Linked DNA regions of Anser cygnoides: region 2 is linked to region 1. The links are chromatin contacts, called in public Hi-C maps. All regions are on one chromosome and are shown on one strand. The core of a region is the stretch at or near the end of the contact, and the rest is flanking DNA. Distances in the headings are between cores, read along the strand shown.

Evidence for each region. Hi-C and Micro-C count contacts between places; a contact is called where the count stands out from the background.
Region 2: a Hi-C map of liver shows a contact between it and region 1, with 6 times the contacts expected there. The contact joins the enhancer-like site here to the promoter of SEC16A in region 1. A contact is called at or near these places in 3 of 7 Hi-C or Micro-C datasets (granulosa cells and liver).

Annotation. Positions count from the first base shown.
Region 1 is chr20:3,284,230-3,289,730 of Taihu_goose_T2T_genome, forward strand. SEC16A (SEC16 homolog A, endoplasmic reticulum export factor) reads right to left here and starts at 3,093. Exons shown (of 34, transcript XM_066980761.1): 1 at 2,939-3,093; 2 at 168-324.
Region 2 is chr20:3,375,058-3,380,558 of Taihu_goose_T2T_genome, forward strand. No RefSeq gene overlaps it. Among named protein-coding and RNA genes, the nearest start is that of EGFL7, 22 kb to the right of the region's middle. Within about 2 kb of position 2,439, at least 1 of the 3 cell types and tissues checked has open chromatin away from gene starts, as enhancers often do.

The sequences.
Region 1 (5,501 bases), core at 1,843-4,342:
GCACAGTGCCGCAGAGTTAAAGCCGCACTGCCGGGTGGACAGCGCAGGGACAGAAGTATCCCAGCGCTGCCAACAAGAACTCCAAACAACGCCGGCCAGGAATTCAGTGCACATGAAGTTCGGTAATTAGGAACGTGTATTTTTCAATTTTACCATCCCTTACCAACCTGGGGAGGAGGGCAGCTGACAAAATGAGTTCTTCACTACTTGTCCAGCTCAGCAAGGCTTTCGTAACATGCGATACTCTTGTTTTTCTAATTGTATGTAACGAACGTGGTCTGTATCATACAGGCTGCCACCAGTTCTGTCATACCAGATGCAATTCTGTTTACAGAAGACAGACAAAAGCTGTGCAAGTCTTGTTTTTATTTTCTTATTTTAAAGATTCAGCATCTTGTCAGTAACAGTAATAAATCACTTGTTCCTAGTCAAGCCAAAATTTTCATCGCTATAGAAAAGTTTAAACAAAAAAAATCTGGTTTGGGGTTTAAGAAAAAGACGCATTGAGTAAACGCCGCATAACTGTGTGCATTCCGTGAAGATTTCCAAAGAAAAAACTCCTGTACAAAGCACCCTGGCCAGCACGCGCAGCACAATCTGTGTAGCCTTTTTCAGAATCCATACAGCTTAACCTCTTCTGCTCATCACTGAGAACCCAGCAGTCTGGTGTGTTATCGAGGCCCCTCTTCCAGGGGACCAGAAACATCAGTCAGCAGGGACTGCGTCTCTCAATTTCTCCTCCATATTCGTACATTTCGTAGCCTTGATTGACTGCCTCAATTCTTAAGCTTAGACCTCACAAACTCGTTAAAACTTTTCTTTTGTTAAAATGGGAAATGGGACCAGAAGCAGATTTCAACAGAAAAGCACTGAACAGAAAGCTTCGTTTGTTTCACGCATTACTTGCAGTTGTATTCGTTTTTTTTTAAAAACCACAGCTGCCTGTTGAATTCGTCTCAAGGAATACTTACAGAAGGGTTTTGGTGCTGTGCAATCATTTCTCCTACACTGACACCAAGGCGAAGTTTTTCCAGCTGTGCACGATTACTGCCAACCAAGATGACACCAACAAAACCCTGCCTGGTCACCTCCCTCAGTTTCCACATGCTTAAGAAACCCCAGGGACATCTCTAAAACTGTACTGGACATCCCAACTTATTGTCTGTCATGTTCTGTGTATTAGTTTAACTGCAAAAACTCCTCTCCCCTCCCTCTAAATAACCTAGTGCTTTTATGCAACACATCGAAAAGTGGGAAGGAAAAAAAAAATGGTAATAAAGTCACCTGCAGAGACAGCTCCCTCCTGGAAAGCACTAACTTCACTGAACAAAAGGTCAATATTTACCGAACGGTTCGGTTATTAATAGAAAGATTATGTGAAGCCGTTGAGCGCAGAAGCCAGCTGTTTTGTAACTTAAATGCCCACTTCCACATTTCTCATGGGGGCTTCACTGCTTCCAGCGTCCCATCAGATGTACACACACACAGCGCTAATGTTGGCCCCACTCTTGCAATAGCCCGGGCTAGTAATCAGCTAATTAGAGTCAGCGTAAAGTCCTACGCTTAAGCGCTGCCTTGCCATTCCTACAACAAGACCTCTAACATCACGTTTCAGAGGTTCAATACGAGGGCACCAGACTCCTTGCAGAAGTTAATATTAACAGATACCACACAGTAGTAAAAGCATGCAGAATTTGAAGAATTAAGTGCAAATAAAATGAACGTGCCCATGGTAGGAGTTTAAACAGGAGGTATCAGCTCCTAGACACTGACCCTCCCTGCCCCCAGTATTAACAGAAACGCTAATTTGTGTAAATGAGTAATAATTACATAACCTAAGAACAATCCAACTCTCTGCCTTATCTGCTTTGGAAATTCTTAACTTTCCGAAGGTTTAACGGATAATACAGAGCAGCCTGCCAAACATTAGTCGCTAGAAACAACAACTGCAGAAGGTACTTCCAACCACGTCAAGAAAATATTACCAAAGAGGAGAAAAACAACTAGAACTACCCTCGAGACAGGGCCAGCAATAAGTCCCACCTGACAGGCTCTATGGTCATGATGGGTTTTAACTCCCCTGTGAGAACTTACCTATATAAAGGAACAACTGGGGGAAATTTGTTTAATACCATCTCCGTGTATTCATGCTAAATAAATTACTCTTAAACAACAATAAGTATGCCCACAAAACAGGTTACAGAGCACTAATATTAATTCTCAAGTGTGCTTATACCCGTGTCTGTATGTACGTACACACAATTGTGCATGCATATGCCTATACCAAACAACAGATGTACTCAGATATTCCTAACTAAAAGAAAGGAATATATAGAACAAAGCACCGCTGTGCCAAAGACACGAATAGCTGGGATATGCAGCTCGTATAAAATCAGCATTTGGGCCGTTTGTTTTTATCTTCCCGCTGCAGAGAGCTGCAGGCGGACGGCCCTGGGGCTGAGGGCATTTTGCGCCTTCAGCAGCGCTCGCCGCTCCCTGCCAGCTTTCTTATACGCGGGACCTACAGGTGAGAACGCTGTGCTGGGAGGAGAGCCCTCCCAGTGCCAAAGCCACAAAAAATACGACTCGCAGCTGGCAGAAATAAAAGCAGCCAGCACCTTCCCCAGGCTCCGCCGGCCGCCGCGAGCCCCTCGCTCCAACCCCAGCGTTTCGGGGGCCGTGCCCCTGAGTCAGCGCCAGCCGCTGCCCCCGGAGCACGCAGACCTCCGTAATCGGGGTGTAGGGAAAATAAAAACCGCCCTCCACCTGACGAGACGGGCTTTAAGCGCCTCGCTCCCAGCAATACCCGGTAACGACCGCCTCGAGCAGGACCCCGGCGGGCAGAGACCCCCCCTCCCGGCCCCCCAGCTCCCCCCCCGAACCCCCCATTCCCGACGCCCCAACCCCGGCCCCCCCCCCCGCGGCCGCCCCGCGGTACCTGCCGCCAGCCGCCGCCGGAGCCCCCTCAGCGCCGGGCGCCGCCGCCGCCGCCCCCCCTCAGCGCTGCCGCGGCCCCCCCGGCCGCCATCTTGGCACATCCGGCCCCCGCTTCCGCCGCCGCCGCCGCTGCTGACGTGTCGCGCCGCGCACGCGCGATGACGTCGCCGGTCCGTGCAGGGCGGCGCGCGCGCGCGCACGCGCTTGTTTATGAGGGCGGAAGCGGCTCCGCGAGGGCTCCGCCCCGCGGCGCTGTGGCTCGGCGCAGGCGCAGCGCGGCTGCGGGCCGGGAGTTCGCGGGTTCGAATCCCGGCTGGGGCGGCTCGTAGCGCGGCCGGGCGGTACAGCGGTTTCTCGCTGCCCTCGGGCCCCGCTCCGCCCGGCCTCGGCCGCGGAGGTCCCCTCCTTCTCCTCCATGAAGCCCGAGCCGAGCCCGGCCCCTGTGGGCAGGGCCCCGCTGTGATCCCTCTCAGGAGGCTGCGGTGCTGAAGGCGGCCGCCAGGGCGGGACAGAGGGCTGCGGTCGGGCCCTTCCTCCTGGCCTCCCTCCCTCCTGGCTTCCCTCTTTCCCTTCCTCCTGGCCCTCCTCCTTCCCTCCCTCCTTCCCCACACAGCTCCTTCTCTGCCCAGGGTTTCCTCACGCTGCCCCCCCGGCCTGGGGCCTGCTGAAGCACCCGAAGCTGTTTTGGGGGAGAAAGAGGCAATTCAAGAAAACTCCTCTGTCCTTCACCTCCTCGAGGTCCCGGCCTCACGGATAACGTGGGCTTAATTTGTGAAGTGTGCTTAATTATGGAGGGGGATGTTAATTGTGTGGGGGCGTGGAGGACGGGCGGACAAGTGTCCGAAGTCTGTGGTGTCACAGATGCCACGGCTCAGCCCTTCTGCACGTAGCCACCTCTGTGCTGCATTAAATAAAAGACTTTAAAAAGCACTTCTCCAAAAAAAAAAAGCACGTTCAGTGTTCTTTTATTTCAGATAAGATGGGAGCATAATATCAAACAGCTATGTGCAAGTCTAAAGATTTTACTCGACTCTTCTTTGTGTTCCAGTGCTGCTCTGAGGGCCTATTTCACGTGAACACAAAGCTTTTTTTGGGGGGGTGGCATTGTTCACGTGTGAGAATGGTCTCATTTAGCAGAGTTTGTACACAAGCAGTGGTCACTGTGCCTATATTGTCGCACTCCACACCGAACAACAGGCCCTGAAGGGGAAAATCCAAATGACCTAAACAAACATCTTAATCAAGGGTCATTATCAGTGCAAGAGCTGTTTCTGCACGCTTGATCATTAAAGCAGGGTAATATCCTCAAAGCCCAGTCCGAGCAGGGGAAGCAGCACTTTGATGCTGGTGTGGGAACCAGAGGCAGTGCTGTGATTTTTAAAGTGCCTTTCATCTCCCTCTTTTGTAGGAACATTCTTATAAACCAGCTTGTCAAATACAATTTCCCTACACAGGCATGAATTGCAGATAAAGCCCTGGTGTCCCCTTGATATTTTCCCCAACAGGTGTCATCTGAGGAACCACGATTTTAATTAGCCTGATTGACTTTTAAAATATATACGTATTCTGTAAATACCATCATCAGCTTACACCTGTATCTATAGCTAGATAATTACATTATATATCTAACCCTTTTTTACACACACAATTCAATACTAATGATGGGATCTCACCTTTTCTGTTCTCCTGTTAAATATGTGACTGTAAAGAATTGTCACATTAAGGCATTTAATCCCTTTTTACCATGAAGCTTCCTAACTTATTTGCTGTACTTATGCAAACGCAGCCAGCTCTGGACTTGAATGACAGGCTGCAAATAAAAAGGCATGTTGAAGGGAAGAGGACAGTACACACCTTTCTGTCCCCCTTCATCGGCATTTCTGGGGTCCAGCACAAGCGAGACTGACCTTTTGCCGTGACGTTCTGATAACTCGGCCTTCGGGTTGCAGGCAACCGTAAACACAGCACCACCCCAGAGAGCTTCCAATTAAAATGATTCTTCCGAGTTTAGAAACAGGAACAATGTCTAAAGGAGAGTTTCTGTTATGAGTATTGGTAATCTGTATCAGGTTAGCCCACTCGGACAAGCTGAGTTTTATTTATTTACTGGTTTAGTTGCTGTGCTTATTCAGGCTACCCCAACCACATTAACCGATGTGTAATTCGAGAGGCTACACCTTAGATGAATTTGGCTCCTTTTGTACATTCTTCAGGGGGTGATTTGAGCTGCAGTAACAATTCAGCAATCAGGGTTCAAGCAGCTGTTAGCAACTGGCTGAGCAAACACCAATAGCCTGGAGGTAAAAGCAATACAGAGTAGCAATTTCTAAATGTCCCATCTAATTGAGCAGGAATAATGAAAACAAAGATTTTTTTTTTTAAAAAAAAAAGCCCTCCAGCATGTAAATAAATAGTTCAGATGCACCCTCGTAGCAACAACATGCGTACCATTGGAACAGCTCGGTTCTAATCTTGTTTTATGCAAACACTTCTGAACTCTTCCCTTGGCGTGGGATATAATTTCAGTGCTTCTCAGCCTTTTTCACCTGGAATCCTAAAACAAC
Region 2 (5,501 bases), core at 1,189-3,688, 90 kb after region 1:
TCTCCCCTGGTGGGAGAGCAGCACGGGCTCTGTGGTGGCCCTGCACTGGTGCCTGTGGGGACAGGGGGCACCCAGGGGAGACACGGGGGCTGTGCTGGGCCCCCCTAGTAGCCCTGTGGGACCGGGGTCCCCCAGTTGCCCCGTGATGGCCAAGGTCCCCCAGGATGGGCCCCTCCACGCCCTGGCGGCCATTTCTGAGGCGGCGCCGCCATCTAGCGACACGACACCGGGCTGCCCGCTGCTGGCGGGTCCCCAGGGTGGTGCTGGCCGTGTCCCCTTCCCTGCCACTGTCCCCACCATCTTCCAGCCCCTCGGGGGCTTGGGGGGCAAGCCCAGAGCTGGGTATGGGCGAGCGGGAGCTGGGTGCTCGCCACGCCGAGTGCCTTGTGGTGCGAAGGATCGCAAAATGCAAAAATGCAAAACTCCTCTTCTACTTCTTCGCCTTCTTCTTTATTATTATTTTTATTATTTTTTAATAAAGCTCACACGGTGGCTCTACAGAACGTGTGAGGACAGTCCAGCCCTCTCCAAGGTCCCAGCAGCAGAAGCCACCGCAGGGCCATTGCTCCGCTGGGCTGCGACGAGATCTCTCCAGCCCCCCTCTTGCTCGTGTTTTCAGAGATCAATGGTGACTGCGTGGTTGTCCCATGCCATCAGTGTAGCTTTAACTCCCCCAAACATCCTAATTCTGCCTCCGCCGAACAAAGGCGTTGGCCATCGCGCCGGCTGCGGGCCTGCCCGTCTCTTGTCCCCCTTCCATCTTCCTCCCGCTGGCTGCCGAGAAAAGGGATTGAGCCGTGCCCGCCGCATGTGAAAAGCCCCCGCCTGCCTCGTGTTTTATGAAGGAAAATCTCCTTGGGAGAGCAGCCAAACGTTCCCAGCCTCCTGCTGGGTGTTTCAGACGTGCGCGCCGGATGAAGCGAGGGCACGGCTGCCCCGCGGGTACGGGGGGAGTGCGGGGGGACGGGGATGGGGGCTGCTGGGCTCTGCGAAAGCGGCTGTCAAAGTGTGCTGGGAGACGAGACAGGAAGGTTGCTGTGCCACCAAGCACTCGGGAGGGTCCCACGTCCCTGCCACGAGACGGGCTCCACAGTGCGCTGTGCTGTCCTGAGAAGGCTGGCTATCCATTTTCTCCTTTACTATCCCCACGCTTCTTCTCTCCTTTTCCTTTCTCTGCTCCTACTGGTCTTCTCCCCCCCATCACACACAGACCCCTGACCTCTCCTGGACAGCCTCGTGCATTAGAGACCTTTCAGACCCAGCGACTGTTTCAAACGCAGCCAGGAGGCCCCCAGGGCTCCAACCAGCCACATTAAACTCAAATTTGCAGCTTATATGCAAACATAATGGATGTGGATGCGGGGGCTCCGCTGGCACACAGAGCGAGTAAACAGTAACACATGGCAGAGCCTGGAAGAGCAATAACCTCAGCTTCAGCTGGGCTTCGAGGCCAGGAGCTGGAGTTTGCAGACAGCTCTCCAACAGCAGTGCCCACAGTGAATTAATCACCCCTGACTGCAGCTATATTGGGCACCGCTGTCCTGGGCCACTGTCAGCAGCAGAGCTGCATGCAAGGCTCGGGGAGAAACGGAGGGGAAAAAGGTGTTTGTACGCTGTAGCTGAACCAAAACCACACAGACAAAATCAGACAGGGTCAGGCACAAAGACAGCTTCTCTGCCACGTTTCCTTCTCAGGTTCATTCTGCTAATGCTGCGCTCCACATAAATTAAAAACCTTCCCTTATTTATTGGGGGTTATTTCACATCCGTTAAAACCTTTTTTTTTCTTTTTTTTTCTTTTTCTTTCCCTTTAGGCTGGGATCAATTTGTCAGAGAACTTGCCACTTCCAAAAAGCATGCTTCATATCTGAAAATGATGAGACAAAACATTTGGCAGATCCAAAATGAAACTTTTTGTTGGCAAAGCCTGGCGCAAAGTATTTCAACATTTGCATTGCATCCATCCTCCCCCTTGCTATGTGAAAGCCTCAATTTGAGCTGCATACAAAGACAATTTCAGCCGTTTTCAAATGTTGGATTTATTTGTGAGGCCGAGGAGCCCTCTGCTTTGAAACCTCGCAGCTCCCACTAGCGCGGCTCTCCCACTCCACCTTTCTGTCACCTGGTGATGCTGCTCCTCCTCGCTTTGTGTGTTTCCTCTAAGCTTTCCTGAAATGTGATTAGGACAAAAGTGTTGCTGAGGCTTAGAACAACGTCAAAAAAAAAGCGTCTGAAAGCCCAGCACTCTCCTGCTGCCTCTTGCAGCCCAGGAACTGCAGGTTTGCTGTGGTGGGCGCTTTCCATAAGGGAGATCCTTGATGCAAACAGCCCTAACGAGTGCACGAGCAGCCGCGGTGGGGTGTGCTTCTCCTTCCTAAGCGTGCTGGGAGCGTGTGGGTGCAGGCAGCCACAGGCAGCACGTACAGGCAGCTTCCCCTCCCCGGGAGCTGCACGTGTGTCTCTCCCCTGCCCAACTCTTGGTCTTGTTCCTCCTCCCCATCACATCACGGTCTATATTTAGTCCCAGACACAGCATAACATTTTGCACAACTCCCGCCGAGTGCCTGGCAGGATCAGGGCTGGGATTACTTATGGTAATTCTTCGGGCTGGGAACACCCCGCCAGCGTTAATAACAAGTAACGAGGGCAGTTTCTGCAGCACAAAGATAATTATCCCTGCCACGCTGGGGGCTTCATTAAAGGTCTGACTCCAGGTGAGCAAGCAGCCTTAGGCCGATGAGAACGATCCAAGGAAAACCTCCCACAGCCACCGGAGGAGGGCAGGAGGAGGCAGGGGGACCAGCACCCCACCGAGTCGCTCAGAGTCTCCTCTGATCAGCCTGTGTGTCCCCGCGTTGTGCCCGACCTCCTGCATGGCCCTGGGGACGTGGTGGCCTGGTTTGGCAGGCGGGCAGCATCCACGTAGGGTGTCCTGAGACCCCTGCCCCTCATCCCACAGCCCAGGGAGCTTTTGGAGAGCGCCTTCTCCCACATCACTCCTTCACACCAGGGGCAGAAGAAAAGGCAGATAAGGGCTTGCATGGAACTGCTCACTTTCCCTTCACATCAAAGCCCCGTGTTTATCTCTGGGGGCCCGGCTGGGTGCACGGGGCTGCTCGATGGCTCCTTTCGGACAGGCTGGGAGGAAAGGGGTCAGGTTCTGTGTGTCCCGGTGCCTTGGCTGAGGTCGGTGGTTTAAGCACTGAGAGCGCTGAATGCAACCCTCTTGTCACCGCTCTGCCCCCACGTCCCCTGTAGTGACCGAGCCTCACCAGGGACCCATGGTTGTGACGACAGGCCAGGGTGAGAAGGGACACGCCGCTCTGCTCCAGAAGCCCTGGGCAGAATTAAAACCCTTTCTCTTCCTAATTAAACTGGGGATGGAAGGGCCTCCTGGGGGATGTAAAGCCAAGTGCACCGTGAGCGACTGAGGCACAGGGCAGGTCCGAGCTGCAGGCTGGGGAGCAACAAGCACCTGGGGAAACTGATGGCTGCGGGTGCAGGCAAGGTTGTGGTCGTAAGAGAAGCTCTCTCCTCCTCGTAAGATGGGCTCGTGGGAGGACCTGGGGGCTTCCAGCTCCAGGGGCCCCTCCAGCAGCAGGAGATGGATGGGTTTGGTGCACAGGGCAGGCAGCGGGGGAGAATTCAGCACGTTTAGGAGGGGGAAGAAACGCAGAAGGGGGTTAAAAGTCAACTTCTTTCCCCATCCCAGCTCCTCGGGGGCAGAGGGAGCTTCCCGAGGTTATCAGCTGGGGTCAGCTGCTGGGAGGAAGGCGACGAGAGGCTGGGGGGCTCAGGGCGCCAGCGTGGCCGTGCCAGCCAGATGTGGGACCTCAGCAGGAGCCACCCCTCCGACCTGTCTGCTGCCTACTGTGGGGTGCGGAGAGACAACGGCGACACCTTGGGGTGATGGGGACACACTCTGCTGCCCAACAGCCACCTGGGGAAGGGCACAAATTCACAGATACGTAAACACCAAGGGGGGGACCAAAACCCCTGGCTGGAGGAAGCAGGACAGCAAAGAAAACGAAGAAATCTTTGTGTACTCCCTGCTGCCAGCGGGCTCCCAGCATCACCAGCAAGGTCTGGCCCCGGTGTGCATGGTGCTGGACATATCTAACAGAGGCAGAGCTCGTGCCTCGTGCCCTGTGCACCCTGCCAATGTTTCTGCATTGCAGCCGATCAGCCCAGCCCCGGGGAAGCCCTGTGGAGCCCTCTTGGCTCCGTGGGTGTGAGATGAGGCCCAGGCTGAGCTGCAGTTGCCCTGTTTTGATGTCGTTAATGTGACAAGCTGAATTAATTAAGTGCAGTCGGAGAAGGCTCCGGCATTCCTCCCCTTTCAAGGGTTTTCACTTCAAAGGAAGGCAAACAAGGAGAGCATCCCTCCCTGAAGTGCCTCAGCCTAGCACGGCGGGGCAGCCCGTCCCTGCCGACCCCAGCCCGGGACACATCCTTCCCTGACACCACCTGAGCCGAATGGCCGCAGAGCACCAGAAGCTCCCCGTTGGCGTGCGGGTGCTGCCTCGGGCCCCATCCTGCCTGGGGAGGGTGCTCTGGGATTTTCAGGAGCATCAGAAATGTTCCTACACAGGTGGCTACCAAACCCGAGCTCTGGTCCACAACAGCCGTGCCAGAAACGTGCCTGGAGCTTCTCCGATTCCCCTTGCACGCCAGCGTGATGGTGTCCTGCTAGAGAGCACGTTGGGGACCCCTCCTGGAGCACTGTGCAGAGTGCAGGTTCACACCAGCGGCTGTTTTAGGCCGCAGCTTCTGTAGTTACCTGGAGGGTCATTTCCACACGAGCTGCTTTGCAATCCCGTCTCTTTTCCGTGTGCTGGAGGCAGAAGCTCTGGGATGCAGGGAGGCACGTGTGGCTCCTGCCAGCAGGACGGGGCAGGTTTGTGGCTCTGCTGGGGCTGGAGGAAGAATGCACGGGGATCACGGGGCAGGACAGGGTGCTGCAGCGCTGCCTTGGCCCTGGGCAGGCAGAGGAAACGTCCCATCCGTGGAGGAGGCAGTGAGAAGAACCTGAAGTAGAGTTTGTGCAGAAAACCCAGGCATCATCCTGCTCCTGGCAAGCAAATCTGTCCTGACCTGAGGCCAGCAGGCAGGCCTGGTCTCCAGCCCACAGCTCCCGAGCTCAAACAGCTCCTTCGTGCCCTACAGACAGGAGCGTGGGGCTTGGATGGGCAAAGCCAAGCGGTGCCAGATTCACCCTGCAGAGCCAGGGCTGCCCCTGAGCCCCGCGCACCCCTCGCCCACTGTCCCCGAGCCTCCAGCCCTGCCCCTGCCAGCTCAGCCTGCTGGAAACTTCAGGAGAACAGCCTGGCTTTTCTTAAAGCCCCCAGAAGGCTGAGGAGATGTTTCGCCGTCCTGCTGGGTTTGTCCTGATACGTTTTGGAGTGCTGGTAGGAAAACAAGGCTGCCGTGGGCTCCCCTTGCATCTGTTTCCTGTGCCTGTGTGCTGAGCCTGCTTGCCCCAGCGTGCCGGTTTTGTTACG